2 separate regions of the Mus musculus genome follow, and region 2 is linked to region 1. The links are chromatin contacts, called in public HiChIP or PLAC-seq maps. All regions are on one chromosome and are shown on one strand. Each heading gives the region's core, a stretch centred on a gene start, on an enhancer-like site or on the middle of the called end of the contact. The rest is flanking DNA. Distances are from core to core; before and after follow the strand shown.

Evidence for each region. HiChIP or PLAC-seq counts read pairs in DNA pulled down with a chosen protein or histone mark.
Region 2: a contact with region 1 is called in an H3K4me3 HiChIP or PLAC-seq map of bone marrow-derived macrophages, with 11 times the contacts expected there. The contact joins the promoter of Itga4 here to the enhancer-like site in region 1. A contact is called at or near these places in 11 of 39 promoter capture datasets (the 3T3-L1 cell line, the C10 cell line, the HPC-7 cell line and 8 more), 3 of 15 datasets of contacts at CTCF or cohesin (CD8 T cells, large pre-B cells and pro-B cells), 26 of 484 Hi-C or Micro-C datasets (B cells, the C10 cell line, CD4 T cells and 18 more), 19 of 115 datasets of contacts at active chromatin or transcription factors (the 230-238 cell line, CD8 T cells, the SCID.adh cell line and 11 more) and 3 of 9 other capture datasets (adipose tissue, liver and pancreatic islet).

Annotation. Positions count from the first base shown.
Region 1 is chr2:79,047,413-79,054,741 of GRCm38.p6, forward strand. No RefSeq gene overlaps it. Among named protein-coding and RNA genes, the nearest start is that of Gm35748, 71 kb to the right of the region's middle. Within about 2 kb of position 3,414, at least 32 of the 459 cell types and tissues checked have an H3K27ac peak or open chromatin away from gene starts, as enhancers often do. A contact at or near this core is called in CD8 T cells, the CH12 cell line, the SCID.adh cell line and 7 more, where this site is marked.
Region 2 is chr2:79,251,588-79,258,916 of GRCm38.p6, forward strand. It overlaps Itga4 (integrin alpha 4), which reads left to right and starts at 3,839. Exons shown (of 28, transcript NM_010576.4): 1 at 3,839-4,269; 2 at 4,591-4,712. The coding sequence starts at 4,073.

The sequences.
Region 1 (7,329 bases), core at 2,164-4,663:
TGATTTAGAATATCTATATCAAAACTTTGGTCCAAGTTCATAAATAAGAAAATTTCTGCCTTTGAGCAGTTAAAATACCAGTTTTGGGAACTTAGCATTAAGTTTAGTATATATAAAAAAATCAGCCAGCAATTTGAACTGTAGAATAACCCAGTATAACATATTGTGAAAATGTAAATAGGATGTGTTTTTTTAAATACCCTATTTAACTTTAAGTGAAATCAATTTTCTAGCTACCTGTTTGGTAGGCTGGCTTTCTTGTCCTTAAGAGTCAATAGTGACCTGTATTTCTTAACTTGACTATTATGCTCTAAGAAAAGTATCTTTGAAAAAAAAAAGCCATTATGCTTTAGAAATAGCTATTTGAGGAGTTTATAGGGTTTTCCAGATGTCTGATTGAAGCTGTCTGATTCTTATGTAGATTATCTCCAAAACACAACATTTGGTTTGCAGAATTGTGGTTCACAGGAAAATGGCTGCCTAGCAGAGGCAGCAGAATAATTATGATATCATTAGAAATATTTAAATATAAATAACATTCTATATTCGTCCTTGTCTCCTGTCTAGGTTTTGACAGGAGGAGCCAGTTTTGATGGGATTCCTGTGGCCCCGTAGATTTTTATCCTGTTATCCAATTTTCCGCTGCACTGATCTCCTTCTGTCAAACTGACTGCCAGCCAGCCTTCCGTTCTCCCGAGAGGAGGAACAAGGCTTTGTATTATAGTGGACAGAAGAAAGAGAACAAACACCCGATTTTCTCCCTCTGAGAGCTGTGCTCCCTCATTTAATAGAAAATTCCATTGTCTGAGAGTTGAGGAGAATGGGGAGAGGCATCTGAGAAGACTTGAGCTTTTCATGCCGCAGAACAAGATAATGTTGCAGGGCAGCTCAGACCCACAGCTGAATGGCATACAGATCGGAAGGCAGTGGTCCAGGATGCCCAGGGGCACATGAGTTACTGAGATGCTGTCCAAACTGGTTTGTGCTGAGTATTCCCTAGCACTGTCCCATAATGTGGAAAAGACATATAGATGTAAAGAAAAGAGAATGATCATTTTCCTTACATCTCAGGATGCAATAGGGGATGCTTTTGTGTGTGTGAGTGTGTGTGTGTGTGTGTGTGTGTGTGTGTGCTACACAGAGTGATGTTTACATATTGTGTAGAGCACATAGATAAATAGAAATGAGTACAGGAGCTGAGACAATAAAACTATATGGATAAATAAGAAATGGGGTGAGTGACAAGCTTAGAATCCAACAAAATAATTGCAAAATTTCAAAGAAAAATAAAACATATGTTCAGAATACCAAGGTCTTCTAAGCAGTAGACAGTCAAAGCAAGCCATGCTCTTCAGGCTATGTGTATCTTTGAGTGTATCTGGATCCGTTGGCTTCAATCTTCTGAATTAGAAAGAGGAAACTGGTATGGGGGACATTTGGGATAGCATTGGAAGTGGAATTGAGGAAAATACCTAATAAAAAATATAAAAAAAAAAAAAAGAAAGAAAGAGGAAACTGCCAAGGTGTGAGGCAATGCTAAAGGTCTTGCAGCAGTGGTCACGAATTAGGTCATTGAAGGTCAGGCACTGGACTTTCCATTTTTATATATGGTGTATGTATATGATATATATATAGAGAGAGTGAAGTCTTATAATTCTTTATAAAAATTAACCCATTTCATGCATTAAAAAGGCACAAAATCCAGTGAACATTTTCCTTGTTACTTACCTGATAAGAAGATATGTGGAACTCTGTTAGTCTTGAAAATGCATTCAATATATAGTCAGAACTCTGTACGTGCAAATGCGTCAGGCAAAAATCAGAAGTGTTGACCTGGACAGGCTATTTTTCTAAGCTGTTAAAATGTACAGATCCATTCTGAATGTAGCAAAGTGCCTTAGTGACTAGGGTGTGGTTTCCCCCTAAGGGTGTGAGTACTGAGAGTAAATGCAAAAGGGACATCTTCCTCCTTCTTGTCTGTGTCGTTGGTGTTTGAAGCCATAGGTTGTATAATATATATTAGAGATTTTTGGTTTTACCCTTGGCTCCAAAGAAAATAAAAGAGACTAATTTACCTTTCAATGCCAAGACAAAACTGTGATTCTTGTCTCACAGTTCTGGGCTTGTGATCTACTTAACTACTGCTTGAATGGGACAGGGTCAGGCTGATTCTGAGCCGTTGTGATCTATTCATTAACACATATATGTCATTTTATAGCATATTGTAACTATTCACTTATACTTTTAACTTATAGCAACTTGTTGTGAAATTTGCTGGGTAAAAGGTATCTTAACTGATATTTTAAAAAGGAATAAATACATGTATGTGACTTACCTATTATCTTGTCCATATGTACAGTTGATACCATGATGCTTTTAGATATATATGTGTTGTGAAGTGACTAAACCAAAGACTAACGTATCACCTCGTAGGTTTAATCTGTGTGTTCAATGAGGACATCTAAGATCCCACTTAACAATTTTGATATATAACTCATAACATGACTAGCATAGTCACTATGACTATACAGATAAACTCTTAAAATTGTTCTATGCAACTGATAACATCTGGTTGATATCTCTGATCTATACTGTTAGGCTCTGGTGACCATAATTTCTTGTCTTTGCTCTTACAAGGTAAAATTTGACCTTTGATGATTTTCATACAAGTACATCTGCACTGGAATTGGTTGAACACACAGCTATTAAAGACCATTTACAATTTCCACTGCTGTCAGACCTGTATATTAACCTGGGTGATAGATAAGCAAAGGACCACTAGCTTAGTATGGAAAACTCACACTGATATTCTACTGTCTTTGCTCTATAAACTTATCTGCACATCATCTGTAGTTCATGAAAAAAATGTAAGACAGTAATGACATGAATAGAATGGAATTATTTTGCTCTAAAAGCTTGTGGACAAAGGGAGAAGAAAAGAATGGAGATATTTCAAATTCTATTTATCTGAATCTTGCAAATAGCCGAAGAGCCACATACGAAAGGATGTTTTCCGACCGTATTTGCAGGGGTAAACTTATGGTGGATATTAGCATGCTCTGATGCACCAGAGTTGCAATGAATGAGTGCAAGAGCTTCAGAAATTTTTGGTGAGGATTTTCCTGGTTTGCACAATAGTTAGTATAAAATTAGAACTCAAAAGCAGGCAAAACTTCTGCCATGTCTGTCTGTGCACTTTTTAGTGTATTTGAGGCCTTAGAGGATCCCCTGAAGGTTTGCTGGCTTCCTGTGGTGTGCTGTTTGTTCCATTATGCTGTTCACCTGGCCTGTTTTGCAATTCATGGCTTCTAATAACATTTTTACTGTGCCTGGGTAGCTGGCCCATATGGAGGCTGTTGATTCTGTTGTTCTAATAAGAGTATGAAATGTAGCTTGTGGGTTTTTGTGGGAGACAAAAAGAAACTCATTACAATTTCCTCTTCCTCTATCTGTTGCCAAAAACACCATTGCTGCCCAGGTCTGTGTTTTGAATCTATGACTACGTGTTTATGTTTTTACATCAATGTGTTTTATAAATACAGTAAAGTTTGTCTGAAGAACTAAACTCCAGCTAACTAAAACTATGCATGGCTACAAAAGCAGACAGGAAAGCAAGCAGACAGATGCTTCTGTGAAGGAGCAATGCTTACAAAGGTCTAAGGGAGTTCCATTTGTGAAGTGCTTTTTGAGCTATCAAGTGGCGTAAAGGGCTGGAAGCCTTCATTAGCCTCCGAGTGAGGAGCGAAGAGTGGTTGCTCCCAAGTTAGAAAGCAAGTGGAAAGCATTTAACAGAAGGTGCTTATTCTAAGAAGCTTTACTACACTTAAAGTGGGGCGATCTCACCAACCGTACCCTCAAAGAGGGGCTTCTGAAATGCAGAACGGTAGGCTTTATTAAACCAAACGCTGTGTGCACAGGTGAGAGAAGGAAGCACAAAGGACCTTTACTTATTTGATCAGCATGGGGCATACAGATGTGTCACAAGGGCATGGTTTACAATGTACTGACAAGTTCAGAGGCAAACTGCTCTGGAGCTACAGCCGGAATTATGAATTTATTCCAATCTGCTAGATAAACTGGACATCTCTTCCTGGTAACTGTTTGGTGACAAACAAGTGTAGTGAACAAATTTTGGTGAAAATGATCAAGTACATTTTAATTGCTATTGTAAACCTGGAAATAGGTCAACTCAAATGAGAAAGCACCATGGTTAAGAGGCACATCTGAGACTCCATATTACAAATACCTGGAGCCAGGTTATTGATTGTCAATGAGTGCCTACTCAAGCTCTTTTTCAAAACCTTGATTTTTTCTTATTTTTGACATGGATGAGCGGGAAATTGTCACTGGAGATTGGAGCATAGGTTTTCCTGTTCTCAAAATTCAAAACTGGCTAAATAAACTCAAACTTCTGCAATAATTCACCTTCAGGATGATATATATATCATATCATCCTAGTGGCCAGGAGAACTAGAGAGGGCTTTTGTGACCACCTAGAGTGGATGGTTTTAATCAGGGACACTCCCCTCTTTGCCATTCACAGCTGATCACTCTGAGAGCCAGTGAGGAAGGCAGTCACTGACATTTTTCTGTCCTGTCCCTGATGGTGGATCTGATAGGGAATGGGCTTTACTTCTTCGGGTCTCTTCCTCCCTTTTTGCTGCCTTTCCTTTCTTCCCTTCTCCTTTTCTTCCTTCCTCTTCTCTCTCGATTTTTTTATCGAGTATCTTATTCTTAGATTTGTTTCAGACTTTAAAAACTATTCTAACACGGGCTCTGCCTCTTACCTTCTATGTGGCAAAATTCCCTCTTGATGTGTCCTGAAGGCTTTTGCCTGCTGTCATCATATTTTCGGAACAATCACTTCCAGTTTTTATTTTATTTTCTCCTCCCTTAACATTCCTGTTCCTGTGTAAAATAGATCAGTTACCATGGGAACATGCCACTGTTCTGGGTGGGGTGACCACTGAAATTCATAGAGGGCTCTTCAGAGATGAGTGTGTGAAACTAAGATTGTATATGGTCCTTTTGACACCCTTCATGCTGTGATCTGATGTCTGTTTTGACTAAGGTGTCTCCATCCCCTGACACATCTCTTACATGAGTTAGTGTTTTATCTTGGATTATGATTATGAGAAAGATGCTAACTATAGATGTCTTTGTTTAAATAAAATCTGTCTTAACAACTTGAATAACTAGGAAGCTAGGTTAGGAAGAGATGTTGTTTTAGTGTTAAAATAGATGATGGTAGTGTCAGATTCAGCAGTGAACTGGCATACTCTTCAAATTTACAAAACATCATCTCAGACGGATATATATTATTAACATACTTTAAAAACCTTGTTTTGGATAATATCATAGGTTGCCTATGGAATGAAAAGGGATATTTTTCTTCTTTTATTCTCATTCATGTCATAGAAAGTAAGGGGAAAAAAAATCTTTGTTTTTCTAGCCATCTAGGTCTGAGAGGTGAGATCAATAAATTCCTTGAGAGTGAACTTAGTACTAATTCCAGAAATTTCCAGAAGTAAGACTTTTATATATTAAGTTTAACACCAAATGGAGTCTCGGGCTTCAGTACAGTATGTGGAAGGGTCTGTTGGAGCCTTCCATGCTCTGTGACCATGCTGGTCATCCTTATGACTAGAGCTTCCCCAGAGGGACAGGAATGGCTACAACATGGTTAGGAGGATCTAGGTGGCTTAGCTAAGGGATGCTTTATGTATGATTTATTTCTGCTGACCTTTCCATTGACTTTACCAAACTTTCTCTTTAATCTTGTGCATGAAAGGGAACTTGTGCTCTGCATCTAGAGTAAGTATCTTTTAGGTAACATGATTGCAGTCCATTAAACTTAGGAAATGTGTGTTGGTATACACTCAAAATTTATATCTCTGTTTTAAATATTGAATCTGAGAAATGAACCTTGAGCTTTCACCTTATCAGATTTGATCCCTGTAGGGATGGGGTTCAGGACATGCCACCTCAAATATGAGGCTTAAGCATTTCAAGAAAGAACAGAGGCAGGAAGGTCACACTCATTGACCCTTGGAGCTTCCACCTGTTTCTTGTCCCAGATGAAATCAAGTCCTTGTCTCTGAAGACACATGATGGAGAAGAGTCTGAACACAGGCTGTGCTAAGAGATGGCCCTCTCAGACCATTCCCATCATCCATACACCACACTGTTTGTCCAATGATGTTTCTCAATGACTGTCTACTCTTCATCAAAACAAAGCATTAAAATATAAAGGTGTCTTTGGTTTGGTGGGGGTCTTTTTTATGGAGACACCCACATCATGTAAAATTTAGATTAATAAGTTTGTATGCTCTCTCTTATTAATCTGTTATTTGTGATATGCACCTCACCTACTAAACTACCTATATGTGCAGAACGAGATATTACACCTGCCCAATGACCAGCATAGTGCCTTTATTAAAATGATGACATAATGGTGCATTATATTACCATTAAACCAATGCCACACATCTCTCCCTTCTTAAAGGATACTTTATTGTGCACTTAAAGGAGTGACCAAGGATTTATATGGGCATGAAGACAAACAAAATGAGATGGTAGAAAGCCTTGTTTGGCTCAACCCATCTACTCTGGGGTGCTCCTTGCCGCTCAGTGTTGTTCTCTGATGGTTATGATTTTTGAGTTCTCTCTCTGGTCTGTTTCTTGCAACACACCAATACTTTCTCCATTAGACTATAGCTTCTCAAGAGTAAACACCACTAAACTTTCCTCTCCTTGCCTAGAACATAGAACATTGCCAGCTGACTACATTCAAGATGAAGTGTTTAGTGAAACAAATATGAAAGTTGGGGAGAGATGAGTACTCTGAATTCCAAATAAATGAAGTGCCTCCATTTTCTGCTTACATCTATACTTGAGGTATGGCAAACCCAGTGTCCCTTGCCTGTGTTTTTTCTCTCACGCTTGACTTTTCACACTGGGAGATGAAACTGGGTACTACTCACTTGTCTTTTTGATGGAAATCACTAGTGAGGCTGTAGTTATCATAGCATTTTTATATTTAGCTTCTACATGGAATAATTACAAATAATGTACCTTTTAAATGACTATTGCAACCACCATTACTAACTTCTACAGGTATATATTCATCATTTATCAAAGCACAAGCCTCCATTTTGATAACGTGCATTCAGCTTTTTAGTTGTTTCCTTCTGTCCAGCCCCACCTCCTGGAAATTTACACTTAGAAAAAATTGAAGTGCAGAAAAACTATTAATATATCACTTGAGTGGCTCAATGGAAATGTGTCCCCAAATAACTTGCCAGGAAATGATGGGCTTCTCCATAGCTT
Region 2 (7,329 bases), core at 2,589-5,088, 200 kb after region 1:
ATTATTTTATAGTAATTGAAAACATATAATAAAAGACAGCTTAAGACACTACTTGCTAGCAGTGTCTTGCTAAATGTGCCAACAATAACTTAGACTTGACTGTAAAACATAGCCAGCATCACCCAAAAAGACTTCTTGCCCTAGCCTGCAATGTTCTACTTCCTCTCTGCAAGTTGTTTTTGTTTTCCATTATCTCAGCCACCTAGACTAAAAGTAACAGTGCCTTCCACTTTACCCTTCTCTGTTACACTACATCACTGCAGCAACACACACACGCACACACTCACACATGCACACACACACACACATGCACACATGCACATACATGCACACGCACACGCACACACACATGCACACACGCATACACATGCACACTCACACACGCACACACTCACACACACACACACCAAATGTACTTCATCCACTCTTTCATTTTCCCTATCTCACATGTAGGGCTCAGAATTGATTTTTAGGTCCAAATTACTTGTATGTTGTCACTACCTATACTCAGCCCATCTTACATGACAGTCCCTTTGGACCACATTACACTGTTCCCCAAAACAAACACATTATTTTTCTGTTATAAAGCGCTTGAGGCTAGGATTTGCTTTTATACATTTCAAGTCCCTTCCACTATGAATTAGTGATGCTCACGTAAGAGACACCAGCAGAGATACCCGTTGGGTGCCTACTACAGGCCAGCAGCAGCTGTGTGGCTGGAACAGCAGTAGCAGCTCCAGTTTCTTTTCATTCTAGCAAAGGCACAGGGAAAATGAAATGTGAGAGTCCAATAGAAAGTGAACAGAACAGGGAGGCTTTACATTGGATGGGAAGAAAAAAAATCTCTTTAGCAAGGGAGAAAGAGAGAAAACCAGGAGGGAAGAAGGGGAGAGGAAGGGAAAGAAAAAAACATGCGAAGTCAGAGAATGGCTGTGTGCCCAGGTAGAGTGTCAAGACAGTCAAAGACCCGGAGGATGATGGAAGGGCCTTGGGGAACTTCAGGAATTAGGGAGCAGAGATGGCCTAAGTGAATGGGGTCCAAGGAAGAGGGACAGGTTTGGGATAGTCTGGGACTACATCACAAGGATGAAAACGAGTCATCAAGGGAGAGTGCCACTGAGGAAAGAGAACATTAATTTGGGAGTTTATAAAGCAGTTCCAAAGCCTTAACGCTTGAGGCTTGTATGTGACTATCCTCTGAACCTAGCAACTGCCACCTTGTGGAGGTCAGCTTGTCCCTCTTGCAAACTGATTATCCCAAATGGACCTGTTGACTGTTTAAACAACACATGGAGAAGTGAGGAGGGTCGGAGACCCTGAGTATCCAGCTGCTCCCTACCACCTGGTGTATGAAAGCCTGTTTGAGTTGCTATCCTTTGAAGGAGGGGCTGAATTAAGTAATCTCCAAAAGACTGGGAGTGGGTCTCCATTGATGCCTCTACAAGGAACCCTTCAGTCTGCTGGTTTTCCAGGTGTGGTGTGTTGGGAAAGAGAACCCACATATTAGTAAGTAACTCTCACTTATGCTTCGGAAGAAACACAACCAACATATAGATTCCTGTGCTGGGTATGTCAACTTGACTCAACCTACAGTCACCTGAGAGGAAGAAATCTCAATTGACAAATTGCTTCCATAAGATGTGGGCTGTAGGCAAGCAAGCAAGCCGGTAGGACTTTTTAAATGTTTTTTTTTTCTTTTTCATGTAATGATAGAGTGTGGGACAGTCCAACCCACTGTGGGTGGTACCACCTCCACCCTGGGCTGGTGTTCTTAGGCACCATAAGAAAGCCAGTTAAGTGAGCTACCAGAAGCAAGACAGTGGGTTCTCCATCAGCTCCTGCCTCCAAGTTCCTGCCCAGTTTGAGTTCCTGTTTTGGTTTCCCCTTATGAAGTATGATTCAGGATATCTAAGGCAAATAAATCCTTTCCTCCCCCAGGTTGCTTTTGATCATGGTGCTTTGTCACAGCAATAGGAACCCTAACTAAGACAGTTCCCCAGAGGAAAGGAATTTCAGAGTCATGCCTGGGTTTGCCAATGGGACGTTAGCACAAGGGGTAGACATTGTTTCTATCTCCCCAATGGGAGGGGATTTTTAGCAGCAGGGCTGTTTTCAAGTCCTAAGGGAAGGAAGGAGGGTTGTCTTGGCTTGTTGAATAATACTTCTGGAAAAGTAGCAAATTGTAATCTGAATGATAGAAATGAGGACCTGCCCATTAGCCACTGTACAGCTATCAGTGCCAACCAGAGTTTCACCATCCCTTCCCTGCCTGTGGGGCTCAGGAGGCACGTGCTATTTTATTTTTCAGTCCCTCAACCAGGCTGACCGGCTCCTCCCTCGTGCCTCTTCTCAGAGTGTGTGGAGCCCAACTCAGCGATCCTTGCCTTCCAGCTCTCTTCAAGTGTTCCCAAACAATTAAACTTTATGGAGTAGGGAACTTTTCTTTTCTACTATCAGGCCAAAAATGTTGCTGGGTGCTCCTCCAGGCATCCTGCTGATTTGTTGTGGTGTTTCGAGGACTGGGGGCTGCCCACTGCATGAGATGATCTGACTCAGTGAACAGCGACAGCTGCGGGCCTGTGATTCTGTTGGTGTAACTGGCAGACACGGACTTTCTTTCTTTCTTTCTTTCTTTCTTTCTTTCTTCCTTTCTTCCTTCCTTTCTCTCTCTCTCTCTCTCTCTCTCTCTCTCTCTCTCTCTCTCTCTCTTTCTTCCTTTCTTTCTTTCTCTCCCTCCCTCCCTCTCTCTTTTTCTTTCTTTCTTTCTTTCTTTCTTTCTTTCTTTCTTTCTTTCTTTCTTTCTTTCTTTCTTTCTTTCTTGTCATTTGTCTTTTTTTTGCAACAAAGGTAAGAGGGCCAGCATCTCACCTGCTAACACTCACCAGCACTTGCCTCCTGCTCCAGCGTGAAAAGCAGGGAATGGAATATGGAGTGTAAGACATAAATTAAAAATAAAATAAAATTAAAAAAAAAAAGAAAAGCAGCACACAAGGAGTATGTTCAGCAGAGGCCCATCTCCTGGCTTAGGTGTGCTGTGACTCTGATCTCTGGTGGCTTTTTAGAAGCCTGTTATGACCTTGTCTTAGGCTGTGTCTACACATCTGGTGGTAGGTATGTCCTGGGGTAACTGAGTGTGTACATGGGGACTAGTTATGAAGAAGTGAGCAAGGGGTGGAGTCTGCTAAGTGAGGCAAGTCACAGAATTTCCTTAGCTTGCCTGGGTTTTCTGTGTTAGGCTATTGCCTGGCTTGCTCATGCGTATAGACTCTATTTAAGAGGAAGTGTATAGAGAGGAAGGAAGCCTGCATAAAAGGCTGCAGGCCTGGGAGTTTTGAAGAGACTAGCCATATACTTTTGTCACCAAATGCTCCAATAGGGCTGGGGCGGGAGGGGGGGGGGGCAGCAGTTTTGGCTTCTTGCAAACTGTGTAATTTCTGTATGCTACACAGCACATAAGTGACAGAGGAAGTTCTGGAAGGTTCTCCACAGTCTTAGTTCCCAAATTATTGGCCACTGGGACTGGCCCTGGAGGCCAGTCACTTGGTGAAGTCCCGCAAGGCATCAAGCCTTAGCCAACTTTCAAAAGGGAATCCCCTGATCTGTTTTGTGTTCCCCCAAGGGTTATTTTTGCTGGGCCCCAGAAGCCAGAGCCACTGTGTGTGATGTCTGCCAGGGTGTGAGTCCATGCAACCTAGGTCCCCTAGCGCCCCCTACAGCTGCTGCGGGGCGGGGATGGGGATCGGGTTGGGGAGAGGGAGGCCAGGCTGTGAGCCACTGCACCACACCCAGGACCCCACCCAGATCCTAGGAGCACCCGGCCCCTGGCTCCGGGGCCACAGAAACGGGGCGTGGGCCAGAGCCTGAAGCATCCCTGGCCACTACGATCGCTCCGCCTGTGGCCACCAATTCCCCTCCTCTTCTGGCGTCCCTCTCTCCGCCCCTGTCGCCTGCCAGCACCGGACACGCTGCTGCACTTCATCTCTTGGGGCGCTCTTCTCTTTGGCCAACCGTCGCATCCTGTGCAACTCTGGTCAGTGGCCGTTTTGTGTTGAATGTTCTCCACCAAGAGCGCATGGCTGCGGAAGCGAGGTGCAGACCGAGGTCCCGAGGGATCGCCCTCCGGGAAGCGGTGATGCTGTTGTTGTACTTCGGGGTGCCAACCGGGCACTCCTACAACCTGGACCCGGAGAATGCACTGCTGTACCAGGGCCCCTCCGGCACGCTGTTTGGCTACTCGGTGGTGCTGCACAGCCACGGGTCGAAGCGCTGGTGAGTGCGCCCTCCCCAAGAGGCATGTCACAGCGCCTCCGCCTCTGGGATTCCTTGTATGAATCAAACTTTCCGCCCTCCTGGGAGGTCAGAGAAAGACCTGGCTTCAGCCAGCTGCCTCACTGGAGAGCCTTGGAACTAACTTATCTTGGGATGGCAGCCCCCAGGGTGCTCCTGAGTCCTGGGTCTCCAGTCATGGGAAGAGGAGGTGGGTGCCACTTCCCTTGCTGACCACTGCACAGCTGTCACAAGCCAACACGGGGCAGAGTGGGTGGGCAGACTGGTTCACGTCTGAGCGAACTTGCATGGTTCTTGCTTTAGGCTCATCGTGGGGGCTCCCACTGCCAGCTGGCTCTCTAATGCCTCAGTGGTCAATCCTGGGGCGATTTACAGATGCGGGATCAGAAAGAATCCAAACCAGACCTGCGAACAGCTCCAGCTGGGTGAGTTGGGTCCCCAAAACAAGACATAATGAACTTTCTCCCCTTCGTGGGTCCACTGTTGGGCAAGTCCTGGAAGACACTATGATGCTGGTCTCTTCTGGATTAAAGTACAAGCTTTTCAATTTTAACCCCATGCCAGCTTGCTCCTGAGAGTATTTTCCTCTCCTTTGCTTGCAACTGTATGTGATCTCAGTATCTTCCAAACCTCTTTCAGGGGAAGTCTCATAGGGTGGCTTCTGGCAAGCTACCTTCTACCAGTCCTAGAACTCTTCCATGTGTAAAATCTGTTTCAAAGCCTTAAAACCCCTCTCTGGCTGAGGACCCAACTTCTCAACTTTGTTCTAGCGTGAGCTGCACATCAGGAATAGAAACTTTGATTGAGCCTATATCCCACCATGTAGCCTATATCCCACCATGTAGCTTATATCCCACCATGTAGCTTATATCCCACCATGTAGCCTATATCTCACCATTTAGCCTATATCCCACCATGTAGCCCAGGGATTTTTCTTCCCCTTCCTTTAAAAATGACACTACCTACCATAAAAGAATGGGAAGAAAAAAACAGCATGCCTTTTGTTAAAATCATAAATATAGGAGGTCTGACATATAATTACTAATTTTCCTCCCCTCAAATTCTCCTGTAAAGCAGGTCTGTCTTTCAGCCCTCGTTTCTGTCTTTATTTAGGTTTTCAGCAACTTGAGAAATGTGCGCTGACGGCAGAGGAGACAAGTTTCATGTTTCAAAGTCAAAAGCAAAGTTGCTGCGCACAGACACATGGGGAAAGAAAGGGGAACTAATATTAATTTAGATCTATCTTGCTCTCAGTACTGTTAAGCATGGCTGTGTATATTGCTCAATGTTTTCCCCTCACAGCAGCTCTAGTGTATGCTTGTACTGCTTCTGCTTCCTCAGGGCTCCCACACAGAGAGCTGCAGGTTCCTTCTTCAAAAGTACTTACCTAGACTCAGGGTTATCACTTCAGGTATACATCTTCAGTGAGGATAAAAACTAAATGAAGGGTTTTGGTGTACTGTCTGGAGATATGATCCATTATCGATGATGATGAGCTAAGGGTGAGAATTGCTACTTTTTATATTTATCTGTAAGTGGAAGGTCTACTTGAGAATACCTGACTTTGTCATAAACCTTTTCTATTCATCGTCGTTGTTTGTTTGCTTGTTTTTTGTTTTTGTTTTGTTTTTTTTCTGTTTCTTTTCTTTGCACTTTTACCCCAGCACCCATAAGAATGAAGGAGTTATGTGTACACTGGATTAAGCTACGGCTGACACTAAAGTACAAAGGATTCTGGGAGTAGGAAAGCACAGGGAGAGGCGAAGGAGGAGAAGGAGGAAGAGGGGGAGGGGAGGGAAGACAAAGGGGAAGGGGAGAGAACAACAAAACAAATTTTACTTAGAAAAAAAAACCCTACTATGAAACTTGATTCTTTATAAAAGAGGGATGGGCCTCTGAGCATCATTAGGCATCCCCTCTTCCAAGGGGCAGACCTGGGCTCATAGAAGACTCACAGACTTGTGCATTCAGAATGGTTACTTAAAAAAAAAAAAAGGTATTTTCATTACCTGAGAGAGTTGTGTAATGAGTGAAGCCTTGATCTGACAGCAGTTCCTCAAAGGGTCTCAGGAAAGAGCAGCTTCTTCTTCTATGGGCCTGGCATTCTTTCTGTGACATTAGAAACTCTGGTGGCTACATCCTGCCTGGAGGATACGCCATCTATTTCTGGATGTTTGTATTTAACTGAAAGGGGATCATGTCCTGACATATTATATAAACTTTTAGATGTCAGCAACTGTCAATTAAAGGAAAACCTAAGTTCACTGGGGGTGCGGAGCACAGAATTCACTACAGAGGCATTTGAGTACAGTGGTTACTTAAGAGATATGAAGTTCTGGGATGGCTGAATAAGGGGAAAGCACAAGTTTTATCGTCATCAACTTGTTTGCTGGGTCAAAATTCAGCCATGGTAAGCCAAAGCAACATTTTTTTACCTTCAAGATTTGAGTCAACAACAAAAATACTGAGATGAAAGAGATCACAAATGAGTCTGAGGTCCCAGTCAGTTGAATGGCTACTGTCTCAGCTATGGGAACACTCAGAAGAGTTTTGTAAGGAGCATGCCTGAACTTACTTCTCAGAGAAGACTCTGAACAATACATTCTCAGTTTCTACGGAGAAAATGGTTCCTTTATTAAGAACAAATTCAAAAGTAATTTAAATCTAGAAGGTAAAATACTGACGCTAATGTCCAGAAAGAAAGCTAAAAGATCACCAGTTGATTAGCAGAAACATATTAAGATTGCAAAGTTTGTAGACTAAGCATCACTACTTATAAACATATTTTGTGTATGTGTGTTTGTGAAGAAAGAAATGAGGGAGAAAGTTATCTATATATACACGAAGTCTTCTGTATGTTCTGAGTGATATTATTTATATAATTAATTATAATGATATATTGTCTTATCTATAATGTGGTTGATTATATTCTAAAGTTCAAACGTTCTTAGCCTATCCAGGAATGGTGCCACATATCTTTAACCCTAGCACTCAGGAGGCAGAGGCAGGTAGAACTCTCTGAGTTCAGTTCCAGATCGGTCT